Linked DNA regions of Zea mays: region 2 is linked to region 1. Evidence: chromatin contacts called from public Hi-C data. All regions are on one chromosome and are shown on one strand. The core of a region is the stretch at or near the end of the contact, and the rest is flanking DNA. Distances in the headings are between cores, read along the strand shown.

What was found. A called contact is a pair of places that touch in the nucleus more often than the background predicts.
Region 2: a Hi-C map of ear shows a contact between it and region 1, with 3 times the contacts expected there. The contact joins the enhancer-like site here to the promoter of LOC103643094 in region 1. A contact is called at or near these places in 2 of 25 Hi-C or Micro-C datasets (ear and leaf).

What each region holds. Positions count from the first base shown.
Region 1 is chr6:57,935,568-57,940,541 of Zm-B73-REFERENCE-NAM-5.0, forward strand. LOC103643094 (translocase of chloroplast 159, chloroplastic) reads right to left here and starts at 3,010. Exons shown (of 2, transcript XM_008666263.3): 1 at 1,677-3,010; 2 at 1-1,589. The coding sequence starts at 2,741.
Region 2 is chr6:58,230,821-58,235,924 of Zm-B73-REFERENCE-NAM-5.0, forward strand. No RefSeq gene overlaps it. Among protein-coding and RNA genes, the nearest start is that of LOC100194056, 63 kb to the right of the region's middle. Within about 2 kb of position 1,926, at least 18 of the 20 cell types and tissues checked have an H3K27ac peak or open chromatin away from gene starts, as enhancers often do. A contact at or near this core is called in ear and leaf, where this site is marked.

The sequences.
Region 1 (4,974 bases), core at 1,760-4,259:
CAGCTTTGGCCATTCGGAAGCACTTTCTGGCCCTCACGGTTTTTCCTGCACGAAGGATGGTTCTCAACAAGGGCTACTGGGTTCATCAAGCGCATATCTCCAGCAGCCTGCCTGATGGACTGCTGGATGATGTGGGATCTCTGAGCCATCAAGACCTCATATGTCATGGGAGCACCATTGAGGCCTTCAGGAGGAGCAGACGCAGCATGTGTGAGGGCAACAATGGCATTGAACCATATGGATGAGCCAAGAACAGAGGTAATTGTCTTCAGAAGAGGCAAATCATTGAGATCACGGCTCAGACTATCCAGACGATCCACATATAGAACAATATCTGGCGGACATTTCTTGGTATATTTCTTGACAGCAGCAAGAATCTTTCTGTTTGATCCTTGGTCCATAACGTTGGGACGAAGGCCAGGTGTATCAATGATTCTAATCTTGACACCATCAACATCCCCAATGATTTCCCGCACATTAGTGGTTGCTGAGCTAAAAGCATCAGTTTTGGACTTCTCTTCACCAAATACAGAATTGATAGTTGCACTTTTGCCAACTCCAGTCTTTCCTAGAACAAGTATGTTGCATGAGAAGTTCAGATCCTCCTTTCCCTCTGCTTCAAGAAGTAAGGCCTTTCTCCGTGCATTATCAAGGCTGAATGCTCGATTTGTCTGCCTACCATGTCGGATACCCTCAGCAAGGCTCAGACGATACAGCACTTGTGCTGCAACCGTTTCTTCAGGAGTAGCTCCCAGCCTGTAAACCAGACGCAGAAACTTTACTCTAATCAACTCAACCTTGTCGTGTAGCTTCTTCTCTTCCTCTGTCATCTCTTCTGTAGGGTCAGCAGTAACTGCTAGCTCTGAGGGGCTGAATAGGTTTGACCTGGCAGGTTGGCGAGGTGCAGTCGGCCTGAGAGAAGGGGCTGATGAACCAAGACCAGCAGGTCGATCCATGGTGAATATTCTAGAACCATCTTGTGAAGCAACTGTGACATTCCCATCTGAGGATCCACCAGTTGCCGCTTTCAGAAGGGCCGCCAAGGCAGCAGAATCAAATTCCTTCTCATCCCCATCATCATCATCCTCAGAATCATCAAGCATAATCTGCCCATCCATGCTATTGGTGAAGTCTCTTGAGACATTACCACTAGAGGAGCCTTCTGTAAGCTCCTTCATGATCTGCTTCGCGGCTTCAGAGCTCTCTAAGATTGCAACCCGTGCAGGACTCGTGTTAGAGTTTGCCCCGTCATTATCATCATCAGCCTCATTATCAATCCCATCCTCGTCATCTGGCACAGCCTCAATTATGTCATTATAAGCAACCTCCTCTTCACGATCAACAACCTCAGTGGCACCTTCAATCTCATCAGCGCCATTATTTTCATTGATTGATTCTGGAGCCAACTCCCGAGACAAGATACCATCGACACTAGGAGCAGCAACATTCTCAACCTCGGCACCAACATCTTCCACCGCTTCACTGGCAGTGGCCAGGTTTTCAGCATTCTGCTCCTTCTCAAGGCTATCCTCAAGCACACTGTCAGCACTTGCAGGAGCAAGCTCCTCTATGCTTCCGTCATTCAGAACCTGGGTCAGTGTAACATTTGCATTGTTTACGTCCCCACCGACATCAAGACTACTAGCAACTAAATCAGATTGAGGATGCTGACTTACCACTGGACTTGCCTCACTCATTGGCTCAGGCTTGGTGGCTTCGTCTTCAACATCATCATCCTTCTTAGTTGATTCTTCTGGTGCTTCTTTACCTCCGAGAACCAGGACTTCATCACCATCAGTATCCTTGTTAGATGGTTCTTCTGGGGCTTCTTCAACTCCAAGAACCACCACATCATCACTTGCTTCCTTCTCATCACCCAATTCACCATTAGCTTCAGAAACATGGGCTACCATATCCTGTGGTTCCACCGCCTCCTCTCTAAGAGAAAAGACCTCAACCTCCTTCTCATTGCTCAACTCACCACCATCTCCACTCCGAGGACCTACCTCCTCGCCCTTCTCAACTTCTGGCTCCAGTTTCTCCTCCTCAGTCACCGGTGGCTCGGCATCATCTGCCACCTTATCCACAACCTTTACCTCCACTGAAGCACCTGTGTCCTCGTCCTGCTCCTCCCGTAATTCGCCCATCTCATCACCTTCCAGCGCATCAAGGAAAACCAGAGAAGGATCTCCATCCCCCAATTCGGCGTTCTCCGACTTGGATTCCACCACTGGCATGGGCGCTGCCAAAGAAGCGGGTGTTTCCCCGTCCCCCGACGCCGGTTCCTCGCCGCCGTCATCGGTCTCGGCCTCGGCCTCTGTCGGACCCAAATTCCCACCTTTATCCTCCGCATCCGCCTCTTTTACATCCCCGCTATCATATCCTCCTCCGACACCCTTCGCCTGGCCGTTCTCGGCCTCCGGACCCCCAAAGCCCTCATCTATCCCCTCCAATCTCACCTCCTCCTCCTCTCCCCCACCCGCCACGACCTTCTTTGGCGCCTCCACCACTTCCTCCACCTCCTCCTGGGCCGCCGCCGCCTCGACTTTCTTGCTCGGACTCTCCTCGGCCGCCGCCGAGGCCAGGTTCTCGTCCTCCACGGGGGCGGGCGCGACTGGAGCGACGTCGGTGGTGGCCATGGACGCCTCGACTTTCTTGGGCGGCTCCTCCTCTGCGGCTGCCGGGGAGGTGCTCTCTTCCTCCACAGGCGCGACTGGGGCGGCGTCGCTGGTGGTGGCCATGGCCGCCTCTTGCTCCGCCAGCACGCAACGAAGCAAGAAAACAGTGGCGGCAGCAGTGAGATTCGAGGAAGCTGGGAGGAGGGAGGCGATGAGAAGATAAGGTGAGGGTTTTAGGTCGGGCTGGGGAGTAAAATTATCTCCGAGATATTTTATATGTGTGTTTCTTCGGATTTCAGTTTTTTTTGTAGCTGGTAAATACACATGGTTTTTTTACTTTGGTTTGCGTGTAATTTTGGGAGGAGATGGCGCCAGACGATGGCACAACCACTGAACCACGCAGCAGTACAAACCAAGGTGAGATATTAAGGAAGGCAAACAGGCGGAGCTAAGGCTATCCGCACTCATACAACTCTAAATTTCTACTTTAAAAAAAATATTTTGTCCTTGTCAGCAAGGTTCTCTACTCTATACCATAATCCTCCGCAGTCATATATACTCCATATCTCAACCCTATATTAACTACAAAATATTATATCAATTTTTTAATTTTTTCCATACACACGATGCTGCATGTGTATGCAGTTGCTTTCGTATGATTGGATGCAGTTGCTCACGGACACAGACACACAGTGTATACAGTTGCTTTCGTATGACCCTAGCTGTGACGTTCGTCCACCCATGCGCCAAAATAGAGTACACCATACAGCAGATGGCTGCAGCACGCCGAGTAACTCTACGCCGGGTAGGGTAGGGCATCGAGTCCGTCACTGCGGCTAGCCTAAGGTGAAGCGTGTTATCTTCCACTTCTTTTGCAGCCTGGGTTTGTCAATATGTTATCGAACCCACAAATTATAGATATAAATGATCCTATCAATTATATATATAATGATATAATAATAGACTGTCAAAATTAAGAGAGACAAAATAGCAAATTTCTTTTTCTTTTGTTGTTTTGTACGTAGTATTTCCAGATCTATGTTGTGGGTTGTGCTAAACTTTTGTTTTTTTTATGTCGGAAGGGCTTGTTTCGAAGTTATGAGGAGAAATATTTTGGGCCACACAATGTTGCGTGATCCAATGTTGCATTTGACAGAATATAAAATAGAATGTTCTGATTACAAAATAGGATGTTCTGATTTGCTCATCACATTTTAGCTTCAAGCATTTTAAAAGACAAAACAAAGAAAAGCGCGCACACACATATCAATTTATGTATGTGAGTATGTGACTAATTTAATTCCTTACTTATGATTCAGCTTCATATGTTATATCTAACTCTAGCAGAATTAATGAAAACTAGTATTACCTTCACTCTTAAACTAGGTGAGTGCCCGTGCGTTGCAACGTAACGGAACCGTATAATAACACGATAACTTATATACATATGTATGTTATAGGTATATGCCCGTGCGTTGCTACGGAGTTAATATTATAAAACACAATATTTTTTGTATATTAATGTATTTTATCATAGCAACACACGAGCATATACCTAGTTAGATTCTTATGTGGTTAGGTCACAACTATTTAATTCCATTATGCTCTATAGGTTGCATGTACACGAGATAGTTCACGGGCAACGTACTGATGAAGTGGTTCCTAAAGAGCTTCGGGCTATATGACAGTAACATACTGATGAAGTGGTTCCTAATACAAGGACTGAAGAAGTGGTGACTGGAGGGCTGGGGGTGTCTCATCACAGATTGCTACGACAGAAGCTGGTAGTACTATTTCAGCAGGAGCAACATCGTCTCCACACATTCTTAGATGTTTAGTTAAAAATCACCCCGAAGAAGAAGAAAGTGTAATCTGGCCACTTAAATTGTAATATGTGAAGTGCAGTGTGTACCGGTATGTGAACTTGTTTGAAACTGTAATTTGTGAAATGAACTACTGTTCTCTAGTGAAAATAGTCTAGAATTCATTCATGATCTCAAGCACTGCTTTCTAATGAAAATACTCCTCTATTTCCCTTGTACTCTATGAACTACAGTTATTTCAGATTTCGGTAAAAATAGTCACTTAAATCTATAGTTATTTCATATTTCTATGAAAATAGTCACTTGAATCTGCAGTTATTTCAGATTTCTATGAAACTGAACAATATTTATTTCTAAGAAACTATACAATAGTTCAAGACAAACTCAACAATAGTTCCTGAGAAACAGAAAAATAGTTCATGAGAGATTGAACAATAGTTCCTAAGAAACTAAAGAATAGGTCCTGAGAAACTATACAATAGTTGATGAGAAAATAGTCTCTAGTTCCTGAGAAACTTAAAAATAGTTCAGTT
Region 2 (5,104 bases), core at 676-3,175, 290 kb after region 1:
AAACCCGGGCGCGAAATAATCACAAGGTGTGCTGGGACCAAGTCTCACACATATGATGAATCATGGTACAAAAACGAATAGTGCAGATCATTATGATTAATAAGAACATGATTGGGTAAAAGAAGTGATCAAGGGCACAACTTGCCTGGGACTTGAGATTCCAGGTACCAGGATAATTCTTTAGATCCTCGTGACCTCACTGCTAGTCGTAGAAATACAAACAAACATGGTATAGGCAAAATTAATATCACACCAAACATAAGAACAAACTGCATAATAATAATCTACGTGTTGCTATGAGATCGTGGGTTCGAGAACCACTAAAATCGGAGTTACGGTTACGGAGTTATGATTTACTGAAGATTCCCCGTGGTTAAATATTAAACTATATTATAAATTGGTTAATATACATCATATGAGAGAATATATTCTAAATATTTAGTTTATCTTTAATATATATTATAACTTGTTTAAAAATCATATTATAGTAAAATTGTAATTATATACATAACAATCCTTGATTAGTAAAATAAATCTACTACTCAAAGGGAAACTTCTAATTTTAAAAGTGTGGGGTATGTCACAACTAATGTTACTACTGCGTAGGCAAATTTATCACAAAACTATCGCAATTTGAACGGGTCAAATTGGAGTTACAGTGGATTAAATATGAATTACAAAAGTTTCTGAATTTATGTTACACTAAAAATCAATTTCTAGGATTTACTCATAAATTTGAATAGCATTTGGACCGAGGGAACAAAATCCCGAGAGCTCAGAGTTCAAACCCTAAATTCCAGGACCCGCTTGTTTTGATTCTTAAAGGTGGAAGGACCGTGGGTTGTTTTGTATGACCTGTGGGGGCTCTTTTGTAAAACGGCTCGGGCGAAGGGGTTACTGACCATTAAGATCTGTTGGATCACAAATGGACGACATCGATTAGATCACTATTTAATCGAACTGGTATGTACTGAGAACCGTTGATCCCAAGATCAGCGGCCTAGATTTTAAACACTACGATCAAATCTTACGCGCATAATTTGGATCGGACGACCGGGATCAAAATCCGAACCGATATGCTTTTCCGGTCACCGGATCTCTTACCAACGGTCAGGATTTTATGCAAACATGATCTAATCTTATCCCCTCGTTCCCGATCAAACGGCGCACAACCCATCAAGTCAAGGGGTAAGCTACGTTTTAATTTGTACCGCCCGCGCCAGGGTCAACGGCTGGTGCGCGATTCCTGTCTCCCTCCTGCTTGAACGCGGGACAGCGCGGTGGAGCAGAGCTCCCATGGCGATGCACTCGCCGGAGCAGGTGATGTTGCGCCCTAGAGCCCCAAACCCCAAACTGAATGGTGCTACGCGTAGAAGAGACCAGAACGAACTAGGTAGGAGTGTTCTTACCAGGATGAACATGCCGACAGCCCCCGACCATGGCTTGGTGCGGGTCCGCCGTGGCGCCCAACTCCGTTGAGAAATTGGCGAACCACTGGGGGGTCCTCATGCCTAGAACCACGTCGGCCACATGCAGGCATCACTGGTGGCTCTCCCCGACCGCCCATAGGGGACCCGACGGTCGCCAATAGGTTTTCTAGGGTGGCAGCCATTTTCTTCTATCTCTCTTTCCGGCACTGGCAGCAGGATGCAGGGGGTGTTACGGAGCCAAGCACTTTTATATAGCCGAGGGGTTCCATGGCCCCGAGAAGTGCGTGAATCTATAGCATCCAATCAACAACGACAGTCACGGGGGATCTGTTGGGTTTCCCTTGGTCCAGAGCTGGGAGCGAAGATTTCCCAGTGCACACACGAAGTCCAACATGGTTTGTTACGGGGGAAAGGTGATTCTGGCAAGCCAGGCCCACGCAGCATCGATTCGTGCGCGTGCGCGCAGAGATGGGACGCGGACGCAGTGTGGGAGGTTGACGAAGCGGGCCCCGCACGTAAGTGTGACAAAACAAAAGAAAAGGGGAAAGGAGTGGAATGGGACATGCGGGGAGAGAAGTGGAGATGGCCTGACCGTGAGGAGAAGTGGGCCAGAAGCAGGGAATTCGGCCCAAGCACAGGGTTACCATCTCTTCTTTTTTTCCAAATTCTTATTTCATTTCTATTTTCAAATTTTGAACTCTAAAGCAGATTCAAACAAGGTTTGAATTTCAAACTTAATTCAATGCTCAGTCAAAGATCCAGGATGCCATGCAAAGTTTATTTTATTTATTTATTGGTTAATTATTCACCTAAATAAATGTTTCTATATGCATAATTCTTAAGAGAATAATTCACACATTACTTTATTTTGTTTGGGAGAAATTTAATATAAAAACTTCACCATGATTTGAGTCAAATATTGTTTAAGGAGTGCTCTAATTATAAAGTTATAATAAATAGATTGAAAGTGTTTCTTTTACCTATTGTTCCGTAATTTCAACTTGAACTTTAGTTTTTCAGATTTGAATCTCAGTTCTTAACCTACTAAGCTCTTGTTATTACTATTTATTTATTTTAGTGAGATATACTTTGACAAGAAAGGAATCTATGATAGTTTAACTCAAATAGTTTTGAATAAAATTTTTATGAATCCCAAACTAAAATTTTTGAGTGTTACATAAAGCTATTACAACCCAGTCCTAATTTTATCAAATTAAACCCCGAAGTTTTAGGTATTGCAATCTGCACTCCTAGGTTCTGTGTGATTCATAAAATTAAATAAAGAAATTAATTTTAAGTATGAAATTAATGGAATAAACTTAGCTAATCCATATTGTTGGGGGTTTCTTCTCCGCCGAAGGTCCTCAAGGCAAAAACACCTTCGACAAAGGGATACAGAGATCCTCTTTTCCTCTACTGAAGGTTCTCAAGACGAGGACCTTGAGTAGAAGCAATATTGACAAATGTCCAAGCTACCATCAGCTTCGGTTCAAGTCAAGCAGAAGAAGGAAAGACCAGATAGACCTTAGTATTTCAGGTTGTCTGTAGATAAATGTTGAGGGTCATGAATGTAATATTACCCGGGCTGCGTCCCGTGCCTATAAATAGATGAATAGTAACACCGTATTGTTCACGCTGATTTGTAATCACTCTTTTGCGTCTTTACCTTCGAGCAAGACGAAGGTATCAATGTAATATTAATACTGTTAATATTCATATACATTTTATGGAATGCAAATATAAATGAATTAATGAAATACAGTTACTGTCTTTATCCTTTCACATTCCTATTCACATATTAAATGATGAAGGTATGTCCTTCTTGACCTTCGTCTGATGAGCATTATACCCATGTGGAGATAATGCTTCGGAAGATGAAGGTCCGTAATAATTTACAATCGTGTTGCCTTGTTCTTGACCTACAACATCTGAGAACAAGTGACTAACATTGGTGCCCACCTCCGGTAAACTCACTTCCACGACTGCGACAATGGCTTTGCAAGGCAACCAAGATGTGGCACCTTCAGCTACGAAGCTGGTGCTCCCAATCACAGGCGGCCCAAGTTCTGAACCAACCAACAAGAAGCAGAAGAAGGAAGCACAAAGAAGGGTACAACATGTTGGAGTTCATGGACCCTTCATCAAGTCCATGTGGTCTCATATACCAATCACCTTCTCCCAGGAAGACCTTCAGCTCAAGGATTATCCTCACAATGATGTAATGGTTATATCTTGTGTCATCAAGGGGTTTCTGGTTCACCATGTCCTTGTAGACACAGGCAGTGCAGCAGATATCATCTTTGCAAAAGCTTTTAGGCAGATGCAGGAGCAGGATGACAAGATACATGATGCAACACACCCCCTCTATGGCTTCGGAGGAAGGCAAATAATGGCACTTGGCAAGATAACCATGCCAATTACCTTCAGTTATGTTCACAATACAAGGACAGAGCAAGTTGTCTTTGATATTGTTGATATGGAGTATCCTTACAATGCCATCATTGGGCGAGGAACATTAAATGCTTTTGAAGCAATACTTCATCCAACATATCTATGCATGAAGATACCATCAGACTAAGGCCCCATAGTTGTGCATGGGAGTCAAGAGGCTGCTAGAAGGGCCGAAGGGAACTAGACAGATTCGAAGGCTATTCATAACATAGATGAAGCCGAAGCTCATCAGCAGTACAAGCACAAAAGAGATAAGGCTGTCTCAGCAGACCAACCGAAGCCCATGCTCCTATGTGAGGACATAGCTGAGCAGAAGGTGTTGTTGGGATCGCAACTATCTGATGAACAAGAAAAAACCCTGTTGAGGTTTCTGTTCAACAACAAGGATGTCTTTGCCTAGTCAGCCAATGATCTCTGTGGTGTCAACAAAGATGTCATCGAGCATTCACTTAATGTAGACCCGGCTATCAAGCCAAGAAAGCAGAGGCTTTAGAAGATGTCCGATGACAAAGCCGAAGGTGCACGAAACGAAGTCAAAAGGCTTTTGAGTGCCAGAGTAATCAGAGAGGTAACATATCCAGAGTGGCTGGCCAATACTGTAATGGTGAAGAAGGCCAACGGAAAGTGGAGAGTGTGCATTGACTTCACAGATCTTAATAAGGCATATCCGAAGGATGAGTTTCCTTTACCAAGAATAGACTCTCTAGTGGATGCAGCAGCTACTTCGGAGCTAATGAGCCTATTGGATTGTTATTCAGGCTACCACCAAATTTCGATGCAGAAAGAAGACGAGCCCAAGACAAGCTTCATAACCCCCAGTGGGACATACTGCTACCTTTGGAGCCCGAGGGGCTCAAGAATGTTGGAGGAAGCTTCAGTAGGATGACTGCCAAAGTTCTCCACTCCCAAATTGGCAAGAATGTGCTGACATATGTTGATGATATCATAGTCAAAAGCATGAAGCAAGAAAATTACATTGCTGATTTGCTAGAAACAACTGCTAATTTCATAAGGACTGTTCTCAAGTTGAATCCAGAAAAATGTGTCTTTGGAGTGAAGAAGGGAAAGTTTCTTGGTTGTTTGGTATCAACAAAGGGCATCGAAGCCAACCCAAGGAAGATAGAAGCCATACTTTGGATGGAACAACCAAAGTCACAAAAAGGTGCCTAGAAGTTGACAGGAAGGCTGGCATCGTTGAATAGATTTATTTCAAGATCAGCAGA